Linked DNA regions of Danio rerio: region 2 is linked to region 1. The links are chromatin contacts, called in public HiChIP or PLAC-seq maps. All regions are on one chromosome and are shown on one strand. Each heading gives the region's core, a stretch centred on a gene start, on an enhancer-like site or on the middle of the called end of the contact. The rest is flanking DNA. Distances are from core to core; before and after follow the strand shown.

What was found. HiChIP or PLAC-seq counts read pairs in DNA pulled down with a chosen protein or histone mark.
Region 2: an H3K4me3 HiChIP or PLAC-seq map of embryo shows a contact between it and region 1, with 3 times the contacts expected there. The contact joins the promoter of g6pc3 here to the promoter of col1a1b in region 1. A contact is called at or near these places in 2 of 4 datasets of contacts at active chromatin or transcription factors (embryo and gastrula embryo).

Annotation. Positions count from the first base shown.
Region 1 is chr12:3,518,972-3,523,605 of GRCz12tu, forward strand. It overlaps col1a1b (collagen, type I, alpha 1b), which reads right to left and starts at 2,743. Exons shown (of 51, transcript NM_201478.1): 1 at 2,570-2,743; 2 at 1,315-1,503; 3 at 731-774; 4 at 554-580; 5 at 49-144. The coding sequence starts at 2,651.
Region 2 is chr12:3,751,787-3,756,420 of GRCz12tu, forward strand. It overlaps g6pc3 (glucose-6-phosphatase catalytic subunit 3), which reads left to right and starts at 2,002. Exons shown (of 7, transcript NM_001080066.1): 1 at 2,002-2,322. The coding sequence starts at 2,105. lsm12b (LSM12 homolog b) reads right to left here and starts at 2. Exons shown (of 5, transcript NM_213148.1): 1 at 1-2.

The DNA of each region.
Region 1 (4,634 bases), core at 1,493-3,992:
AGATTAAATAAAAAATAATATATATAAATATCGGAATTAATTCCTTACTCCGCCGCCAAGGCCAGAGGTCCCAGGAGGACCAGGAGGGCCAGGGAGTCCATTCTCTCCGGGAGTACCATCTCTGCCAGGAGGCCCAACAGGACCCTGTAAAACACAGCAGAGACCCATGAACAATAATTTCTTTCCATACTGATTTTATTATCATTTTGTTTTGCATAACGTGTATAAAATATCATATAAAGTTTTAAACTGTGCTGTAAGTGACATAATATATATAAAAAGCTTTAATATGCAACGTTGTGCAAGTTACATAAGGTTAAAGAGGTCAAAGGTCAGCGGAACAAGTAAAGGTCAACAGGTTAAATGCTTAATAACTACCTTCAGTTTACCTCTAATATGAATACAAGCTTTTTAACACCTATGACATTTGTACTCTTGAAAACCCCATTGTGCATTTTTGTTTCATTTTATTACTAGTCTTCAAAACATAGTAGGAAAAAAACATTCATAATAAGCTGGTAAGTAGATTTTCAACAACAAAAAGTCTACTCACTGGGTCTCCTCTTGGGCCAGCAGGACCCTAAAGATGAAAAATGTGAAATATTTGCAATTTAGTGCAATTTAATTACCTTGGAGCAATTTGCAAATATAACATAAACATGTTTCAATGTGCTTAATGCACATTATTGTGATGCATTCATTTTTTATACGCAATAAAATTCACACTAACCACGGTATCAACATATGGAGGCTCAGGACCTGCAGTCTCTTCTTCTATGGAATAAATTAAACATATTTCAGAAATTAAATAAAACAGCTAATGTAAAGATAAACTAAAAAATAAAAAAGTATGTAGAAATAATAAATAAATAAATAAGCAAGTACTTTTAGCAATAACAATAGCAAAACAAAGCATCATTACTTTGTTTTGTGTGTAAATGAAGCTTAATATGCATTTACAAAACGAAACACACAAAATGTGTGTGTATATATATATATATATATATATATATATATATATATATATGAAAGCACATTGATGTGCAATGCATCATACACTGTTGTGAAAAACAGTGCAGAAAATGCATTATTAGTTGAAAAATAATAACAGCTACAAGCAAGAGCATCCTTAATCCCTCAGCTGCATGTAAAGGCATCAATGGTGAAAGAATCCAGTGAAGTATTAAAACTCCATAGGGCTCCAGCATGATGACAGGCCAATGACAGATATTTCCCAGAGCATGTGATTAAGCGTTTGCACACTTGAGGGCGGCAGAGCTAGCATGACCACAAGGTTGAAGGTGGAGGTAGTACCGTCGGGGCAGATGGGGCAGCATTCTCCATCGGGAATCTCTGGATTGGCACAGTCTGATGTATCCTCGCAGATCACCTCGTCGCACATGACCGTCCCGCTGTCGCAGACGCAGATTTGGCAGGGCTCGGGTTTCCATACATCCTTGTCGTTGTAATTCTGACCCTCCAATGTACAGCTACCGAATGAGACTGCAAGGACAAGAAGCATGAATTAGGACAGTGGAGGATAATCAATTGAACTGAAGGGTCCACAATAATATCTCAATTTGATTTTAAAAGATAATTGTAACCAAACAGGCAACTAAATATCACCCTCAGAGTGCTAAGTGAATAAAAAAGTCTCTAAAACATACAAATACAAACACCTCTAGGTTACATTTAGAAGGAAATATATGGTAAGTATAACACAAAAGCAACGATAATAGCATTACTCTTGCAAAATGCAGAGAGTGAACATTAGAGACCTTACTGTTTTAATTTAACTGTTAAAAATCTTTAAAATTAGGATAAAATAGTGTAATTGGGCGTGGTGCATTAGGGTGATGATGTTAAAGACAGGCCTTCATCATGTTTAAGACTATATAGTGTTAAAATCCACCGCTTGGTGGCGCTATTGACTGTTCAATGCACCGTCACGCCCCGAACACTCACAATTAATGAACTGGAAACTAAAGGGTTTTCCATATCAAATAAAAATCTTGTTTGTCATTTAGAAACGCGAAATTGTAAGTATATTGTTAAACCTTAACGGCTAAGCTAACCATGACAAAACCGTTTGTTTACAAGAGTAACGGCTGCATCTGTTCTATCACAAAAGCAGTGTAATCCACAGATAAGCGGGTTTATATCCTGTTTTCGATAGATTAATGTATGACAGAATACTGAGAAGCGTGAAAATGAGAAGATAAGTGATTTTAAAAGCCCTCTTCTCTTCTTTTCGTCGTCTTTTCCTTCAGCGCATCCTTCGCTCGAGGACATCACTCAGGCGCGCGTGCTCGCGCTTAACATGTAAGGGCACGCGCGCAGAAAACAAGCACGATGAAGAAACAACAACTCCGCAAGATGCACAAAGAAAGATTTCTAGAAGTTTTTAAAAAACGCTGGTGAGAATAAAAAGGTAGGGCTTTCCTCCTCAAGACATTCCCAAGAAAGTTTCAGAGTGCAGGTGAGCTGCAACATCTCCCCCTCCTCAGTACTCCAGTGTCCACTGTCAAGCATCTTTGGAGTTAAAAGCAGGAGTAAAAATCATACTCACTGTCATCCTCTCCTTGTCCTCTCACTGCAAGGACCACTGCGGCGAGCAGCAGCCCTAACCGGATATCCACAAAGCTGAACATGTCTAAATATTAGACATGTAGACTCTTTGAGGCTAGGGGAATCCTGTTTTGTCCTCACTCATACACGTAGGGTCCGGTCTGTGTAACTCCAATCCAGACCCTAGCAGAAACTCCCTACTGCCTAAACAAATGTTTGACCCTGGCTTTTATATGCCAAAGTTTTGGGGAGGTGCTGAGTGCGCAAGATATCTGCTACATGTTCAAGGCGAAGGGAGTCCCTCCTTCAGCCAAGACAAAGGGCCGCCTTAAAACATGTCAAACTATTCCTAGTCTTCATTACAACGTGGACATTTTGAAAACATGGAGACGTTTGTTAGGGATTCTGGATATCTTGCTCTTCTCTGAATGTCAGGATCTGGTGTGCTTCTTTTTGACTTGGACATGCAGCACCCTCTGTGAATATTTCATGGGCTTTTACTGATTTATTATGCTTACCAGATGACAAATTTGATTATTTCTTGGTTTTTTTGGTGAATTTGAGGGATGTTTAGATGTTCAGAAAATAGGGTTTACTCTTTCAAAATGTTCAGACATTAAATGTCTGCACAAACTTTACATGACTTTCTTTGCTGGATCAGAAACATGTACTGGAAAATGTGTGGAAAATGCACATCGACTTGTTTTGGACCCAGCTTTTCTTAAACATATCTTCTTTTGCAAACTCTATGTTTAAAATATGAGTAAATCACGACAAAATTTTGAACTTTCCCTTTAAAATATAAGCCTAAATAGACATTTCTAGTTGTATTAATGCGCTAAATCTTTTAAAAACTACATTTCCTCATTGTTCTGCTCCTGCAACAATCTTGGGCTATTAACAAAGATTTGTTATTTAAGCTTTCTTCAAGGATTAAACATCACTAAATCAAATAAAACATATCTTGTGCATGTGAAATGAACATAAACTAAAATAAAATACACAAATAAGGCATCATTGAGTAGCTTTAAGCTTAAGTATATTAAATACAACTAATAAAATTGACAAATACACAACTAAATTACTTGAAATATGATTTAAAAATAGAAAAACTAACATATTCACACTCAAAAAATGTCATTTTCTCAAATTTCTAATATAAAAGGAGCTGAAACAACACAATTCTTGAGTTTTTTTGGTGGAACAACTTAACTGTTTTCTGTTCAATCCACTTAAATTTGTAAAAACTAATAAGCTAGCTTAATTCCTTCATGTTTTCCCAACACAAATCGATTGTGTGGAACTCAGCATTAAAAATCAATGATAATAAAGTAGTACTGCTTCATGCACAGTCATCCTTACAGTACATGCAGCGCAGAGATATGAAATAAGTAAGTGTTCGATGTTATAATGACAGATAGAAAAACATGACATGAATATTTGTGCAAATGTCCATTGCATGCCTGAACATATAGGCAAAGCTGTGCGCCATTAGCTTCTTCATATGCAACATGTTAAGCAGAGACAAACAGAGAGAGAGAGAGAGAGAGAGAGAGAGAGAGAGAGAGAGAGAGAGACAGAAGAACATCTGGCATTATATCAAACCATGCTCATTGCTCTGTGGACACGTTGCAACTTCAAGAGCCATGGCCCTGTCTGACCTCCTTTCTCACATCTTTACGTCTAAACATGTATTACTTGTTCACGACTGCATTACAAAAATGAATCAGGAATGCTAAATTTAAGATGTAAAAAAAAATTGCGCATGAAAATAACGTGTGGATTGAACTGAACTAATCATTTCCATCACTTTTTATGTAGTTTTTCTGTGTTCCTGCGACATTTTGTTGAATTAAAGCATGTAAAACATATCTGTATATTGACGATTTTCCATATTTATGCTTTTAAATTGCGAATAATCTTTCCTCTAAGAATGTTTGATGTTGAAAAGTTAAAACAAGTGACTTTTATTGTCAATATTTATAGACATAAAGCTCTACTGGGGCTCAGCACCCCCTCTAAAAAAAAAAAATATATATATATATATATATATATATACACACACA
Region 2 (4,634 bases), core at 752-3,251, 230 kb after region 1:
CTCCGCCAGGGAACCCGGAGTGCGAGCTTTACGTAAACGTACGCGACGACGCAGAGAGGCACGTCAGGTGACAGGAAAGAGGAGAGGAGAGTTTATTCATGTATTTTATTTCATGGATATACTATACCCGTCAAAACGTCTGTAAACGTCTCCTTTTCCTACTCGAGAAAAGCATGTTATTATGGAGGACGAAACCTGCAAAACAATGAATAAATACGCAAATATCATTAATAAATTAGTTAATGAATCCATAAATCCCTGCATAAATAATAAAAAAATAAATTCACAAATATCATTAATAAATTTGTAAATAAATCCATAAATTCATTTAGAATAATAAAAAAATAAATACACAAATATCATTAATAAATTTGTAAATAAATCCATAAATTCATTTAGAATAATAAAAAATAAATACACAAATATCATTAATAAATTTGTAAATAAATCCATAAATAATGCATGACTAATAAATAAATATGCAATTATCATTCATAAATGAGTAAATATTTCCCAGAGATGGGTTGCGGCTGGAAGGGCATCCGCTGCGTAAAAACGTGCTGGACAAGTTGGCGGTTCATTCCGCTGTGGCGACCCGGGATTAATAAAGGCACTAAACCAAAAAGAAAATGAATGAATGAATGAATGAATGAATGAAATGAGTAAATAAAGGCATACATTCCTGTATAAACAAAACAATAAATAAAATAAAAATGCAAATAAATGTAAATAAAAATTCACAAATTTCTGCATAAATAAAATATACAAATAATTAATAGTGCGGGTATGGAGGATGAAACCTGCAGAAACAATAAATCAATACACCAACATAATTAATAAATGAATATAAATCCACAACTCCCTGCATAAATAAAATAAGAAATAAATAAATAAATAAATAAATAAATATGTTAATAAATTAATAAACGTATATAAAAAATTCACAAATTCCCTGCATAAATAAATATACAAATAATTAATAGTGCAGGTATGAAGGGCGAAACCTGCAAAACAAAAAATAAATATGCAAATATCTTTAATAAGTTAGTAAATAAATCCATAAATCCCTGCATAAATAAAAAATAAACACATAAATATGCATATAAATGTATTTAAATATTTACAAATTCCGGCTTAAATAAATAAACAAATAATTATAGTGCGGGTATGGAGGACAAAACCTTCAGGCTCTGAGCGAATTGAATGAAAAATAAGGCACTAAGCCCAAGGAAAATGAATAAATGAATGAATTCATATTGTTTCCCAGTACTGGGTTGCGACTTGAAGGGCATCCATTGCGTAAAATATATATAGTTGGCGGTTCATTCTGCTGTGGTGACCCCTGATAAATAAGGCACTAAGCCAAAGAAAAATTAAGGGCATTTAGTGCTTAAAACATATGCTGGAATAGTTGGTGGTTCATTCCACTGTGGCGACCTATGATAAATAAGGCACTAAGCTGAGGGAAAATTAACGAACTCAGGTCCTTTCCCACTTCTGGGTTTGTGGCTGGAAAAGCATCCATTGCGTAAAACATATGCTGGAATAGTTGGCGGTTCATTCCGCTGAGGCGACCCCTAATAAATAAGGCACTAAGCCAAAGAAAAATGAATGAATGAATGAATGGATTCAGGTCCTTTCCCAACACTTTCGTCTAGAAGGGCATGCACTGCTTAAAACATATGCTGGAATAATTGGCAGATCATTCTGCAGTGGCGACCCCTGATAAATAAGGCACTAAGCTGAGGGAAAATGAATAAATGAATGAATCCAGGTCTTTTCCTAGTACTGGGTTGCGGCTGGAAGGGCATCCATCGCGTAAAACATATGCTGGTATAGTTGGCTGTTCATTCCGCTGTAGTTACCGTTGATAAATAAAGCACTAAGCCAAAGGAAAATGAATGAATGACTGAACAATTCAGGTTCAGTTCCCGTCCTGATTTTAAAAAACGCGTTTAGCCAAAGATGTCCTGCTGCGGCTCCCGTATTAGCGGTAGATCTGCAAAACATGACACATCTGTCCATCTGACAGTTGATTCTCAGAGTCTGGAAGATGAAAAGTGGAAATTAATTTTATTCCTGGACGTTTATTGAACATCTTATAATGGAGAGCGTCTACCGGCAGGGCGTGTGGATGGCGGAAGCCCTTCAGCAGAAAAGCAGAAGTTTGGAGGATATGTGGCTCGTCGCTTCTCATATGGGAGACCCGAAAGCCGCGGTTCTGCTGGTTTTCCCCGTCGTGTTTTACATACATCGCCGGACAGGCATCGCTGTGCTCTGGGTAGCAGCTCTTTCAGAGTGGCTTAATCTGGTTCTTAAATGGTATGAGTAGTTTTCCACTATGGGATGTTGTGAAGTGAAATCGAAAACTGTGTCAGATAATGGAAACACTTCATAATAAGGTTGTATTAGTTAATGCTAGCTAGTTAATGAAGACACTGAACGATACTTTCATTGCAGTATTTATTCATTATTCACGTTAGTTAATGGAAAGTTGTCCATTGCTAGTTCATGTTAACTAATGTTAACAAGCATGACTTTTTTAGGATTTTAATAACACATTAGTAAATGATTAATAAATGCTGTACTAGTGTTTTATTTCATTATTATAGTATTATGTCTTTGTTTATGTATGATTAATAGCTGTTTTGTCACTAAATGTACTTTACCCGCTTGATTGCTCAAGAAAAAATGTCCTTAAGGAGACAAATAAAGGTAAAGATTGATTAATTAATATACAGTCAGGTCTGTAGCACACTTGAAATGAACTTTTTATCTGCTCATTATAATTGGGATAATGAGAAAATAACACACACCTAGCTATGAAACAGCTAAGAAGCCTACTGTCCCATTACTTTTGGTCCCTTAACAAGTGGGAGCCACACATTCCTACATCACTCACCTGACTTGGATGTAAGCACCTTCAAATTAAAGCTGAGTCTGCAGTTAAGGCACGTCTTGTTGTTTTTGTTTTAATTTTAAATACATTGTGCTGGTGTATAGAGCCAAAAATGCTAGAATTTTGTCGATGTCTCGATATTTATGGACCTGACTATATATATTAACTTATTGTAATAATACCTTGCTGTAAATTGTGACTCAAATGATTTATGTCTGCAGAGTAATCTAATATCATAAATACTACCACTACTAATAATTATTATTATTGTAATAATGTATATTTAAACAAAAGTGTGTAATTCATAAATATATTCAGATTAAATGATTTAAGAAAAAGTGATTAAACACGTCTCTTTCAAATTTCATAATAAAATCATGTAATTTATATATATAAAAAAAAAAAATAAATAAATATATATATATATATATATATATATATATATATATATATATATATATATATATATAAGTATATATAAATATATATATATATATATATATATATATATATATATATATATATATATATATATATATATATAAGTATATATAAATATAAATATATGTATTAAGAAATTCGTTATGATTGAAAGGGTTATTACAACAAATATAGATTTCATAACTCATTTGAAGTTAAAACACTGGTATTGTGTTTTCTAAAAATTAATATAAATGTCTATAGGTATATAAATAATCATTTTATATAAATATAAAATTTGTTGTTGTAAATGTGATACTTGCTAAAAATTGAATTAATCAACGTTTTCATCAAATATATGAATGTTTTTTTACTCTAAAAATTAAAGTTTAAAATAAAGTATGAGCTTAAATTAATTTAATAAAATAGGTTGTCTTTCAGTATTTTTATCATTAACTAAAACCAATCAATTTAATTTCTGTTTATTATCGAATACTAATAGATGCAGTACTTTTGTTTTAAGATATAACTCAAATTTACTGAAGAAAAAGAAACTTAAAGTATATATTTTAGCTATTTGTTGGGTGAAAAAACAAAACTGAAATACAAATTGATTCAAACTTATCAAAAACAAAAAGTAATAAGAAAAGACAAAACACAATCAAAAACGTTAAGAATAAAATGAAACTTTTTAAAAAAATTTTTAAGTATGATGCTAATGGTCTAATCTGATTCAATGATCTATGCTAAGCTAAGCTAAAAGTGCTCTGGTCAGACCGTGAGATTGGACGTGTAAAATTCGCCTATTTACAAAAAAAAGTGGAGCGCTCCTTTAAAAAACTATGAACTGAGTAAGAAATGAATGACAATACATGGTATATATATATATATTAAGGAATTTGTTATGATTGAAAGGGTTATTACATCAAATATAGATTTCATAACTCATTCGAAGTTAAAACACTGGTAAAGTGTTGTCTAAAAATTTATATAAATGTCTTTAGGCATATAAATGATCAAATTTGTTGTTGTAAATTTGATACTTGCTAAAAATTGAATTAATCGACGTTTTCATTAAATGAAGAAATGTTTTTTTACTCTAAAAATTAAAGTTTAAAATAAAGTATGAGCTTAAATTAATTTAATAAAATAGGTATTCAGTATTTTTATCATTAACTGAAACCAGTCAATTTAATTTCTGTTTATTATCGAATACTAATAAATGTAGTACTTTTGTTTTAAGATGTAACTAAAATTTACTGAAGAAAAAGAAACTTAAAGTAAATATTTTAGCTGTTTGTTGGGTGAAAAAACA